Regions from separate parts of the Rattus norvegicus genome. Here region 1 is linked to region 2. Evidence: chromatin contacts called from public Hi-C data. All regions are on one chromosome and are shown on one strand. The core of a region is the stretch at or near the end of the contact, and the rest is flanking DNA. Distances in the headings are between cores, read along the strand shown.

The links. A called contact is a pair of places that touch in the nucleus more often than the background predicts.
Region 1: a contact with region 2 is called in a Hi-C map of kidney, with 2.9 times the contacts expected there. The contact joins two enhancer-like sites. A contact is called at or near these places in 7 of 12 Hi-C or Micro-C datasets (frontal cortex, hepatocytes, kidney and 3 more).

What each region holds. Positions count from the first base shown.
Region 1 is chr5:170,761,635-170,767,658 of GRCr8, forward strand. No RefSeq gene overlaps it. Among named protein-coding and RNA genes, the nearest start is that of Tnfrsf14, 11 kb to the right of the region's middle. Within about 2 kb of position 4,142, at least 4 of the 93 cell types and tissues checked have an H3K27ac peak or open chromatin away from gene starts, as enhancers often do. A contact at or near this core is called in kidney, where this site is marked.
Region 2 is chr5:170,719,006-170,724,587 of GRCr8, forward strand. All of the region lies in intron 2 of Mmel1 (membrane metallo-endopeptidase-like 1), which reads left to right. Among named protein-coding and RNA genes, the nearest start is that of Mmel1, 8.2 kb to the left of the region's middle. Within about 2 kb of position 3,141, at least 33 of the 93 cell types and tissues checked have an H3K27ac peak or open chromatin away from gene starts, as enhancers often do. A contact at or near this core is called in kidney, where this site is marked.

The DNA.
Region 1 (6,024 bases), core at 2,892-5,391, 44 kb after region 2:
CTTTACATTTATTTTGTGCATGAGTGTGTGGTCTGTGTACGTGTGAGCACAGATCACAGCACATATGCAGAGATCACAGGACAACTTGCAAGAGTATTACATTTATATGAGTATGTGTACATGTGAACATGTGTGTCTGTGCACATGTGAGCATGTGTGTCTCTGTACATGTGAGTATGTGTGTGTATACATGTGAGCATGTGTCTGTGTACATGTGTACAGGTAAGCATGTGTATCTGTGTACATGGAGCATGTGAGTCTGTGTACAGGTGACCATGTGTCTGTGTACATGGGAGCATGTATGTCTGTGTATGTGTGAGTTTATGTGTCTGTGTATATGGGAGCATGTGTGTCTGTGTATATGGGAGCATGTGTGTCTGTGTACATAGGAGCATGTATGTCTGTGTACACGTGTACAGGTGAGCATGTGTGTCTGTGTACATGTGAGCACAGGCCACAGCACACATGCAGAGATCACAGGACAACTTGCAGGGGTTGGTTTTTGCCTTACATCATGTGGGTTCCAGGGATTAAACTCAGGCCACCCGCTTGACAGCCAGAGTCTTTTCCCCACTGGGCCAGCTGGCCAGCCCTGCTCCTTTCCCTGTATTTATTTATTTATTTTTAAAGATTTATTCGTTTATTGTATATAAGTACACTGTAACTGTCTTCAGATACACCAGAAGAGGGCATCAGATCTCTTTACAGATGGTTGTGAGCCACCATGTGGTTGCTGGGAATTGAACTCATGACCTCTGGAAGAGCAGTCAGTGCTCTTAACCGCTGAGCCATCTCTCCCTGTATTTATGACAAAATGAAGTCGGGAAAAGACACTTCAGGCTACAAACACCTTGCTTCTCACTCACTTTTACCCTTCCTGGTCGTCCAAATTCTGATTTCTTTATGCCTGGGGAGGAGTAGCAAAAATTCTGGCCCCCTTTTCTAGCTAAGTTATCCATCCACTGCAGCAAAACCCTCTCTTCCTCCCAGTTCCTATTGCACTGCCTGGGGCACTTCCTGGCTGTCATTTAGCCTATTGTACCCAGTTTGTTTGTGAACCCTGTTTGTGTGTGTGTGTGTGTGTGTGTGTCTGCTTCCTGCGCACAGTCTCTCATGTATAAATGTCCTCACAGAGGATGATGAGGCTCCTTATGGGAGAATTACAAGGGAAACTCTGGAACAGAATGGGGAGCTTGAAACCCACAGCACCATCCCGAGTGTCTCCCCTTCAGCCTCGTGTACCCAACCATTGCCCCCTTGCTTTATAGTCCCCTAAATCCTCAGGGCTGGCGCTGAGCTACCACCGCCATGGTAATCACCTTGACTGAGTGGGCTCAGGTACTCTGCTGAGGTGCTGCCTAAACAGCCGAGTTGCTTGGCACTCAGCTAGGAACAAACCAAGAGTCAGCCTCCTGCACAGGCACAGTCTCTGGAGCTGTTACCCGTGGTGCTCTGCAGATGCTGCACGCACCTTGGTAAGTCCTGCCCTCGCCCGTTCCGAGGCCTCAGGTGAGCCACGCCGCTTTCCTTCCCTCCTGCCTCTGTGCTGCCCTCCTACACCGGGTGCCGGTGCCTCAACCCATTCCCACCAGCTTCTGTGGACCACACCACACCCCTAGAACGTTTCCAAGGCAGCCTCTTCAGAGGCCCCGCAACAGGGAGGACCTGAAGGGCACAGGAAGCAGGGGCTGCCTGGAGCGGAAACCTGGTACCAAGGGGTTTCAGCCTGGCCCCAACTGCTTCACACACAGCCCTGAGATCCAGGGTTAGGGATCCTAGCAGCTGAGAGGAGAGACTTCCATCTGCTTCTCTAAGCTAGATCCAGGTAGTATCAGGTTCTTTTTGCTTTTTGTTTTATCTTCAGTGCCCTATCTGGGGTAACTAGACGTTTCCTCATGTTTTCTTTTCTTTCTTTCTTTTTTTTTTTTTTAAAGTAAAGCCTTTCACAAATAGAATCTGGCTTCCTTTTCTCCTCCTCTTCCTCTTCTTCCTCTTCCTCCTCCTCCTCTTCCTCTTCCTCCTCCTCCTCTTCCTCCTCCTTCTCTTTTAAGATTTATTTATTTATTATACATGAGTACACAGTCACTGTCTTCCGACACACCAGAAGAGAACATCAGATCCCATTACAGATGGTTGTGAGCCACCATGTGGTTGCTGGGAATTGAACTCAGGACCTCTGGAAGAGCAGTCAGTGCTCTTAACCACTGAACCATCTCTCCAGCCCCTTACTCATGTTTTCTAAGCAAAAGCCACACAGTACATGAAGAAGAGCAGCTAGGCTGAAAACCCAGGCCTGTGACCTAAGGTTGTTCTGTCTCTCTGGCCATCCACTGGACAGCCTTGTCCTGTGCCTGTCTCACATTGCGGGCATTACCACGGTGCAGGCTGGCAAGGGTGCTGATCAGGGAAACCACCATGGAGAAGCAGGCTTGTTACAGCTCCCCCGCCCCTGCCCTGCCCGTGCCACACAAGGCCACCCGGGGAAGCCCCAGGGCTGATCAGCAAGCAGAAGAAGCAGAGTCCCTACAGGTGAGAGCCTTCGTGTAGTTTCCATGGGAAAGGCCAGTCAAGGTCATTGAGCGGGCCTAGGCTTGGTCTGCACAGAGGACAGTTTCCCAGACTCTGAGGTACAGGGACCAATTTGGGTTGAGAGGCATGAACTCTGGGGGTCACAAACTGAAGACATGATGACGGTTGATTGATGGAGCTGGCTTTACAGACTCTGAGCTGTAGGGGCCAATCTTAGCTCTGGAGCCCTAGGGATCATTGGTCTGGGGTATAAAGGCCTCAGAGGACACCTCTAGGTGGTGTGACTAACCGGCAGGGAGGAAGATATTCTAAAGACTCGTATTGTTCCTCTCACCAACTCTCAGACTATTGAAGCAGTGGGCCCCAGGGAACTGAAATCACCTCAGAATTCTCACCCCATGAGAGGAGAAAGCCTAAAGCATAGGCCAACAAGAAGAGAAGCTGCTCTCCTGAAAAGAGACTTTCCATTCATCAGCCCACTTCACAGGAGAGGCGGTGGGTGATGGGTGGGACCACGCCTTACCCAGGACTACTGGAATATGCATGCCCCTGCCTCTGTTTTAACCTCAACTTCTGCTCAGAAAGATGGACTTGCCGGGGTCACTAGATATCTGTCCTCTTTCCCAGTGTGGCCATCTGCTGACTCCGTTCTAGTGAGTCCAGCCCTTACCACTTCCTGGGCCTCAGATGAACCTTGGCGCTTTCCTTCAAACCCGCCACCACTTAGCCTATCCCTGCAGCTTCTGGGGCTGCACCTCATTCCCAGGACACTTCTGAGGCCCACACCTCAGAAGCCCCTGGGGTGGGACCTGGAGGGCAAAGGTCTTCAGCATCCAATATGGGGGCGATTAGGCATTCGCTTGCATCTCTGGGGGTTGGGGGGAGAGGAATCACACAATACATGAAGCTGGTCTGGAAACCCAGCATGGCGGGCAGCCTAATGTTGCCCGGCTGTTCTAACCAACCTGCTGAAGAGACAGTGCAGCCTTGTCCTGTGGCTCGTGATGCAGATTAACTGCCATGATGCGAGCTGGCAGTTTAGCTTTTCAAAAATTAAAAATTAACCCTGTTATATTGCCTCCTCGGGGGCTGGAGTCCAAACTGAGCTTGTCGGGCACAGGCTGCTGCTCTAAAGTCCAGCAGTGCAATGGTTAACACTGATTATTAACTCGATGGGATTTAGAATCACCCCCCCCCCCAATGGAACTGGGTTGAGGTGGATAGACCCAGCCTAAAGTGAGGGAGTGTCCCTCCGAGGGCGAGGGTCTTGAACTGAACGAAAGCTCAGAAAGGAAGCTGAACATCCTCACCTAGCACTGAACTTCCTCGCCGTGGACGCAAGGTGACCCGGCCAACTCACACACCTGTCTTTCCCACCACGACGGACCTGAAACCAGGAACCAAAATAACCCCTTCTTCCTTACATGGTTTCCTGTCAGGTGTTTGAGCCAAGCACTGAGAACAGTAGCTCCCACTGCTGGACTCCAGATTGGCTCGTCTGAATGTAAATTACAAACTCCCAGGTCACCAGTTCCTGGACCTAGGAGTTGGCTCCTCCCAGAAGGATTAAGAGAAGCTCCAGAGGTCAGACTGTCAAAATGAAACCACGTTCAGGACAGGCATCTATTGTGGGCAGCCGGCTACAAAGAACAGGATGCCCTCAGGGTCCCCCACTGCACCTCTTGTGTAGCTTGAGTCAGTGTGGCTTGAAGGCACCGGTTCTGGTGACCCTTGGCTCCAGTGCTGATCCAGACTGGGCAGCCCCAGGGTCCTCTACACTCTTAGAGCCCTCTCAAGGAACAGTAGGAACACGGTGTCGTGCAGCTGGCCCCAGGCGTCCATTTATTTGGGTGGATGTGACCTCTGCCTGTGCTTGGTTGAACATGTTTGCCCTGTGCTGCTATAGGAGACCAGAATAGAGAGAAGAGGGTTCTGCACTGGCAGAGAAGGTGGCAGTGTCTCGGGCCCTGCTGTGTCTCTGCTCCTGAATGCCTACCCATTCTGTGAGCACCAAGAAGAGCAGCTCTCAGGCCCACTGTGCCCAAATCTTGTTTTTTTTTTTTAATATTTATTTATTTATTTATTATGTATACATCATACAGCTTTCTGCCTGCATGTATGCCTGCAGGCCAGAAGAGGGCACCAGACCTGAATATAGATGGTTGTGAGCCACCATGTGGTTGCTGGGAATTGAACTCAGGACCTCTGGAAGAGCAGACAGTGCTCTTAACCTCTGAGCCATCTCTCCAGCCCCCCAAATCTTGTTTAACAACCACTCTGCCATCTCCCAGTAATTCTAGCATCTAATTTTAAATTCACAGCTCCGCTATCGAGCGCTCTTCCAAGGCAACCTGAGCCTTGTGTTTGAAGACTCGGCCCTAGATGTAATCAGAGCAAAGCCAAAGGCCAGCAGATCTAGAACAATACAATGGGCATTTTACTGGGGACTTACAGGCAAAGCATGGGGTTGGGTGGCAGAAAACTGACCCCTGCAATTTAATCAGAATGAAGGGCTTAGAAAGTAACCAGGAAAAAGTGATGTCAGTCAAGACTGGTTTGCCTGAATTGTCTCAAGCTGACACCAGGGGCATCAAGCACGTTCTGGGTGCTGATAGCAAAGAGTCTCCACATAATGTTTCATGCCACTCACTAATGGTTTTGCCTCTTGTAGTTTGCTAGGAGACTCTGTGAAGAAAACAGACCAAATAGGTCAGCGGCCGCTGTGTGGTTAAGACTCAGGAAGGCTGCATCAGGCCAAGCTGCATCCATTCATGTGAACGCATACCCAAAGTTGGTGTGGTTCCTTGGTGGTCAGAGCCCTCCGTGTTACTGGAGACCCTGTTCATGATGACAGCTTCATGTGCCGATGTCCTCTTTGTGAGTCGTGAATGCAGACTTGTTCCACAGTTCTAATTATAATCTGCCGGAAACAGCAAACATCAGGCATGAGTACAACCTTCCCACCTCTGCCTCCTAACTCAACTTCCTCAACCACTAGCATTAACATACAAGTTTCTCTCCGTGTTCCACGGGCTAAAGAGTGGATGAATAGCAAGGTTACGTGGAGTGAAGAAGACAGACATATGGAAGATAAGAAAAGACAGATGGTGAAGAGAGAAGATGGATGGATGATACAAACAGATGAGAAGAGATTATGGTGGTTTGAGTGAGAATGGCCCCATAAGGTCATCTGTTTGGATGCTTAGTCCCCAGTTAGCGGAACTGTTTGGGAAGGATTAGGAGGTGTGGCCTTACTGGAAGAGGTGTATCGCAGGGGGTGAGGTTTCAAAAGCCCACATCGGGACCAGTTCTCCCTGCTCTGTGTGTGTGTGTGTGTGTGTGTGTGTGTGTGTGTGTGTGTGTAGTCTTGTTCATGGTATCTCTTCACAACAACACAACAGTGACTAAGATACACAGAGGTATAGCGTGTAGCCTAATGAAGCTTTCCATTGCTATGGCAAACACCTCAGGAGATCAGGGGAGCAATTCAAGGAG
Region 2 (5,582 bases), core at 1,891-4,390:
CCCCGAGTGGGATCGAGGATTAGTTTATCAACAATTCAAGACTAGTGAGTGAACATAAATTTAGCCATAAGGGGCTGGGAGAGGTGTCTCGGCAGTTTAAGAGCACTGGCTGCTCTTCCAGAGGACCCAGGTTAGATTCCCAGCACCCACACAGCAGCTCACAACTGTCTGCAACTTCAGTTCTAGGGGATCCGACACCCTCTTCTGGTCTCCACAGGCACCAGGAGTGCACATGATGCGCAGACACACACAAATATAAAACACCCTTACACAGAAAATAAAGTAGACTCTCAAAAAGGGGGAGGGGGAACTCTAACGTGTTTTCCTCACTCTTGGCAAAAAAAGAAAAGCCATAAGCTACAAACTTGGTTCATAAGTTTATGCAATTATATATATGGTTTATTTATCTCTAGTTTGTGTGTACGAGTGCTTTGCCTCTGTAATACATACAGTATCACTCTTCCACATGTCGTTATGCAGTGATCTTACCTGAGCAATGTTCTTCATTCTGGATTCTGTTCTTTTTAAAAAAGAAAAAGAAAAAAGAAAATATTTTTCCATGGGGCTGGAGGGCTGGAGAGATGGCTCGGTGGTTAAGAGCACTGGCTGCTCCCCCAGAGGACAGGAGTTTGATTCCTAACACCCACATGGCAGCTAACAACTGTCTGTAATTCTAGTTCTAGAAGATATGATAGCTTCTGGCTTCCATGGGCATCAGACACACAGGTGGTACACAGGCATGCATACAAGCGAAAACACCCACATACATATAAATGAAACCAATTTATTTGTAATTTTTCTGTTACATTTATTTGAGGAGGAGCGTGTCGTGACAGACAGAGGTACACGACGGTCAGAGGACAATTTGTAGGGTCAGTTTTTCCTGCTACCACATGAGTCCAGAGAATTATTGTTGTTATTGTTGTTGTTGTTGGGTTTTTGTTTGGTTTGGTTTGGCCTGGTTTCTCTGGGTAGCCCTAGCTGTCCTGGAACTCACTCTGTAGACCAGGCTGGCCTCCAATTCAGAGATTCACCTGCCTCTGTCTCCTGAGTGCTGGGATCAAAGACATGAGCCACTGCTCTCCGAGTGGTTCAGAGAATTGAATATGAGTACTTCCGTTCTTTCATCGGAAGCATTCCGGTTACGGCTCTGCTGTTTCTCCTGCAGCCATGCAAGGCTGGATTGTCTTTTACTGGGAGGATTTTCCTTAGCTCCCTCCCTGTGATCTCTAGAATGTGTCTTTTGTCTACACTGGCTGTGTTTCTGATGCATTTTTCAGCCTTTCTTGCCTGTGTTCAAACTAAGCTATCCCCACCCCCCTCAATTTGCTTGAAATTCTTTTTATTATCCTTTTGATAGTTGCTGTTTTTTCTTTTAATTATTTGCTAGTTTAACATTATAAACAAATCTTTCCCCGACTCCCCGAACTCCTATTTTATTTTCTGTGCTTTGTGGTGGCATGGTATGGAGGTCAGACACCACCTTTTGGAATTGATTCAATCCTTCCACCTTTACGTGGATTCTGGGGGTCAGTCTCAGGTCCCAGTCTTTCTGAACAAGTGACTTTGCTTGTTTCACTTGTTTCTGAACAAGTGACCTGCTATCTGGCAGGCTCTGAATGCCAAGTATTTTCATAAGTAGCTGGGTACTGCGCCTTCATTCGCGATCATCCGGAATTCTGTTCACAAGCAGCCATATTCGTTTCTCAGGTTGGCTGACCACAGCCTCTGCCTGTTTTTGTAAATAAAGTTTCAGTGGTACGCTGCCTTGCCTCCTTGATTGTCCCCATGCTCCTTTCCTGGCAGAGCAGCAAAGCTACTTAGGTGACGCTGAGCCTGCCAGCAGCCCTCTTTGCAGGAAGATGTCACCAGCCTGAACCTGAGCTATGTCCTTACAGTCTGCAGCTCATCTTTGGGCTTTTCTGCCTGTTACTCAGTGAAGACAGGAAGAGCCTGAGGTGGTATGCACACCAGTGCCCAGCTATACAGCCTGGCAGGGCATTCCAGCTCCCGTCCCTGCTGTGTGACCTCAGTCAACCTCCACGACATCTCTGGGCTTCAGTTTCCCGACCTGCAAAACAGAAATTACAGGAGTGCGTGTATTAGAGGCTGGCACGAGGGTTTGAAATCTTAGTGCAACAGGAGTGCTTAGAAAGGGGGCCATCACACCCGTCGTTATCAGATTTAGTAACAAGAAGTCTGTCTTGCCACTGACCCTATTGATCTTGACATTTCGTCCTGTATGAAGGTAAATTAGACTGTGAGACACCAAGATTGCACATCCCAGATGTCTCCAAAGCCTTTGCTAAAACCCACCCTTGTCACTTATGTATTTTATGCTGTATTCAAAAATACTTACTATTTATTTTGAATTACACGTACATGGAGGATGAATGCACACGTGAGGGTAAGAACCCTCGGAGGCCAAAAAAGGGGTCACCTCTGGAAACCGGAGTTGAAAGTCACTCAACAGTTATGTGGGTGCTGGGATCTGGACTCAGGTCTTCTGCAAGAGCAGAGCCATCTCTCCAGCCCTTGGTCTGTCTCTCTGAAAAGTTCAGAGTTACATTTTCTTTCCTGGCTATTGTCTGGATTTCTTCATTTCATAACTCTCTTGGCAGTTCCTTTTTCTATCTAGTGATTGTTATACAAGGCTTGTCTTTAGCATTTCAAAAGCAGTCTGTGCCTTTTGTGTATTTGATGTGTGTGCGCGGGTGCGCGAGTGGCGCGTGTGGCGTGGGGGTGGGGGGCGTGGGGCGTGGGGGGAGGAGGGAAGGCAGGCGGGAGGAGGGAGGGAGCCCAGGCTGATCTCCAACATAGTATATATAGCCAAGGATGACCCTGAACTTCTGATCTTTTTGCCCCTACCTAGCAAGCACCGGGATTACAGGGATACGCCTCCATACCCGTTTTCAACCAGTACCTTTAAAACAGTTGCTAGTTATGGGACAGCTTGAATAACAAACAGGTTGGTCCTCGTAGGGCTTTGAATGTAAAATGCCTGGCGTGGAATCCCGCGTTCGATCACTTGGTCTCCGCCTGGTGGCGCTGTTGGAAAGGTTATGGAACCCTTAGGAGGTGGAGCCTTGCTGGCGGAAGGACGTCACTGGGGGTGGGCTTAATAGTTCGGCTGCACTTCCTGCTCTTTTCTTGCTTCCTATGCTTCCTATGTGCAGATGAACACACACACACACACACACACACACACACACACACACACACACACACACGGAATTGCTAATTATGTATTTGGTTTCTACCGTGTTTTTAAGTACCACACACAGACCATATACAATTACTGTTGCTTTTAATTGTACCATGTTCTAATAAGTTCCTCACCTTATAACAACTTTGGTTCCCCAACCCTAACACAGGCCGCGCACGCATTCACATTCACACGCATGCATACTCGCACACGTGCACACGCACACATGCACACACGTGCATACTTGCATGTGCTCACACATACATGCACACGTGCTGGGGGTTAGAGCTTCAGCACTTAAATAGGGTGGCTACAAATATACTGTCCATCACTGACTTCAATGTAGGTGGGACTCGGGAATCTTCCAGAACAAGAATTCCAAATCTACAGTGCTACAAGCACGTCAGGCCTTTCTGGTGATCAGACACCTCAGCAATGCCCACCTGGAAATAGTCTGTTGTAAATCGTCAGCAGAGGTGGATGTGAAAATAACTTTACTTGCTTCCGTCCCTCAGTCACAACAACCTGCCCGTCTCAGCAAACCAGGCTAAGCAGGGCACAATGATTTAAAGAGCGAGATCCAGTGTTAACTTGCACTGTGCTGTTCAGAACCCGTCGGTCTAATGCCACTGTCTGTCAAATTAACCCTCCCAGTTCTGTCTCCTGAGTCGGTTTCTCCTTGTCTTTACACTTCTGTTTGCTTATCATGAGAAATCTAAGAAAACACTTGTATTTCTTCCAGCTTGGGTTTGTTTTGAGTCTTGAATCATACATACACACACACACACACACACACACACACACACACACACACACACACACAGAGAGAGAGGGGGGGGCAGAGACAGACAGAGACAGACACAGAGAGGGAGGGGAGTCCTATATTACTCCTCACTCCTAAAATTCTAACAGGGCTATGGAGAGAGCTCAGTCAGCAAAGGCCTGAGTTCAATCCCCAGAATCCATACAGAAAAGCTGGCTATGGTGATGCCTCCATTAAAGAGCTCAGTACTAAGGAGTCAAAGGCAGAGAGATCCCTGGGGCTGTAGGCAGCCTAACATATCTGGTGAGCAGCCTGCCATCAAAAGATGATGTGGAGGGTGCCTGAGAAACACCCCCAAGGCTGACCTCCAACCTCTACACACATGTGCATATATCCATTTCCCCCACACAAACAAGAAGCACATACATTAGTGAAAGAAAATTCTGGTTGCTTATAGACTTGACTTTTCTCGGTCTGTCCTTTCTAGTACTCGATTTTTCTGTAATCGTTTCTGTTCCCTGGCTTTGCCTTGCGTTCCTAGTAAATTCCATAGAGTATCATTCTCGCCTTAAGTCTCTTTCCTTTCAGCTGGGTGGACTCTACCCGTTCTGGGTCTGCAATTGTTAATAAACTTCAACAGCCACATCCTTTCCTTTATTTTTAATTTATTTATCATATACAAGTACACTGTAGCTATCTTCAGAGACACCAGAAGATCCCATTACAGATGGTTGTGAGCCACCATGTGGGTGCTGGGAATTGAACTCAGGACCTCTGGAAGAGCAGTCCGTGCTCTTAACCTCTGAGCCATCTCTCCAGCCCCACATCCTTTCCTTTTTAAAAAATATATACTATTTTGTTATTTGTGTGTGGGTGAAAATGTATGGACGTGTGCGTGTGTGTGTGTGAGAGAGAGAGGCAGAAACAGAGAGAGGGAAACAGAAACAGAGGGAGACAGAGACAGAGGGGGAGACAGAGAGACAGAGAAGGAGACAGAGGGGGAGACAGATGATGGAGACAGACAGAGGCAGAGAGAGGGAGACAGAGAGAAAGAAACAGAGACAGAGAGAGAAGAAAACAGAGAAAGGAGGAGACAGAGAGAGGAGAGAGAGAGGAGGAGACAGAGAGAGGAGAGAGAGAGAGAGAGAGAGAGAGAGAGAGAGAGAGAGAGAGAGAAAAAACACATGACTCACACAGTACAAGAACAGCTCTTTGAGAATCGGTTCTTTCCACAATAGCTTGCCAGGTTTTCACAGCAAGTTCGCTGAACACCTCTTGTCCCATGTGGTCTCATTTTTAGCTTTAACAGCTGATTCTTCTTCAGATTAGGTTTGAACTTCTTGTCAGTTTTAGCTATTTCGTTTCTTTACGTATTTCAAATACTGTATTATGGTCACATAGTCTAGGTGTCACATCAATACCCAGAAAAGACCCAACACCCAGACGCCCAAAACCACAGTTATCTAATATCTATCTCTGGCTGAGGTCAAGCTGATACAAGCCAGACTCAGGCTGAGCACCTCTGTGTCGGGGGAACCTCATCCAGGCACAGAGACCTAGCTGGTCATGATCCTCTCCTGGAGGAAAGGAATTCAAGGGGACACATGAAAGTAC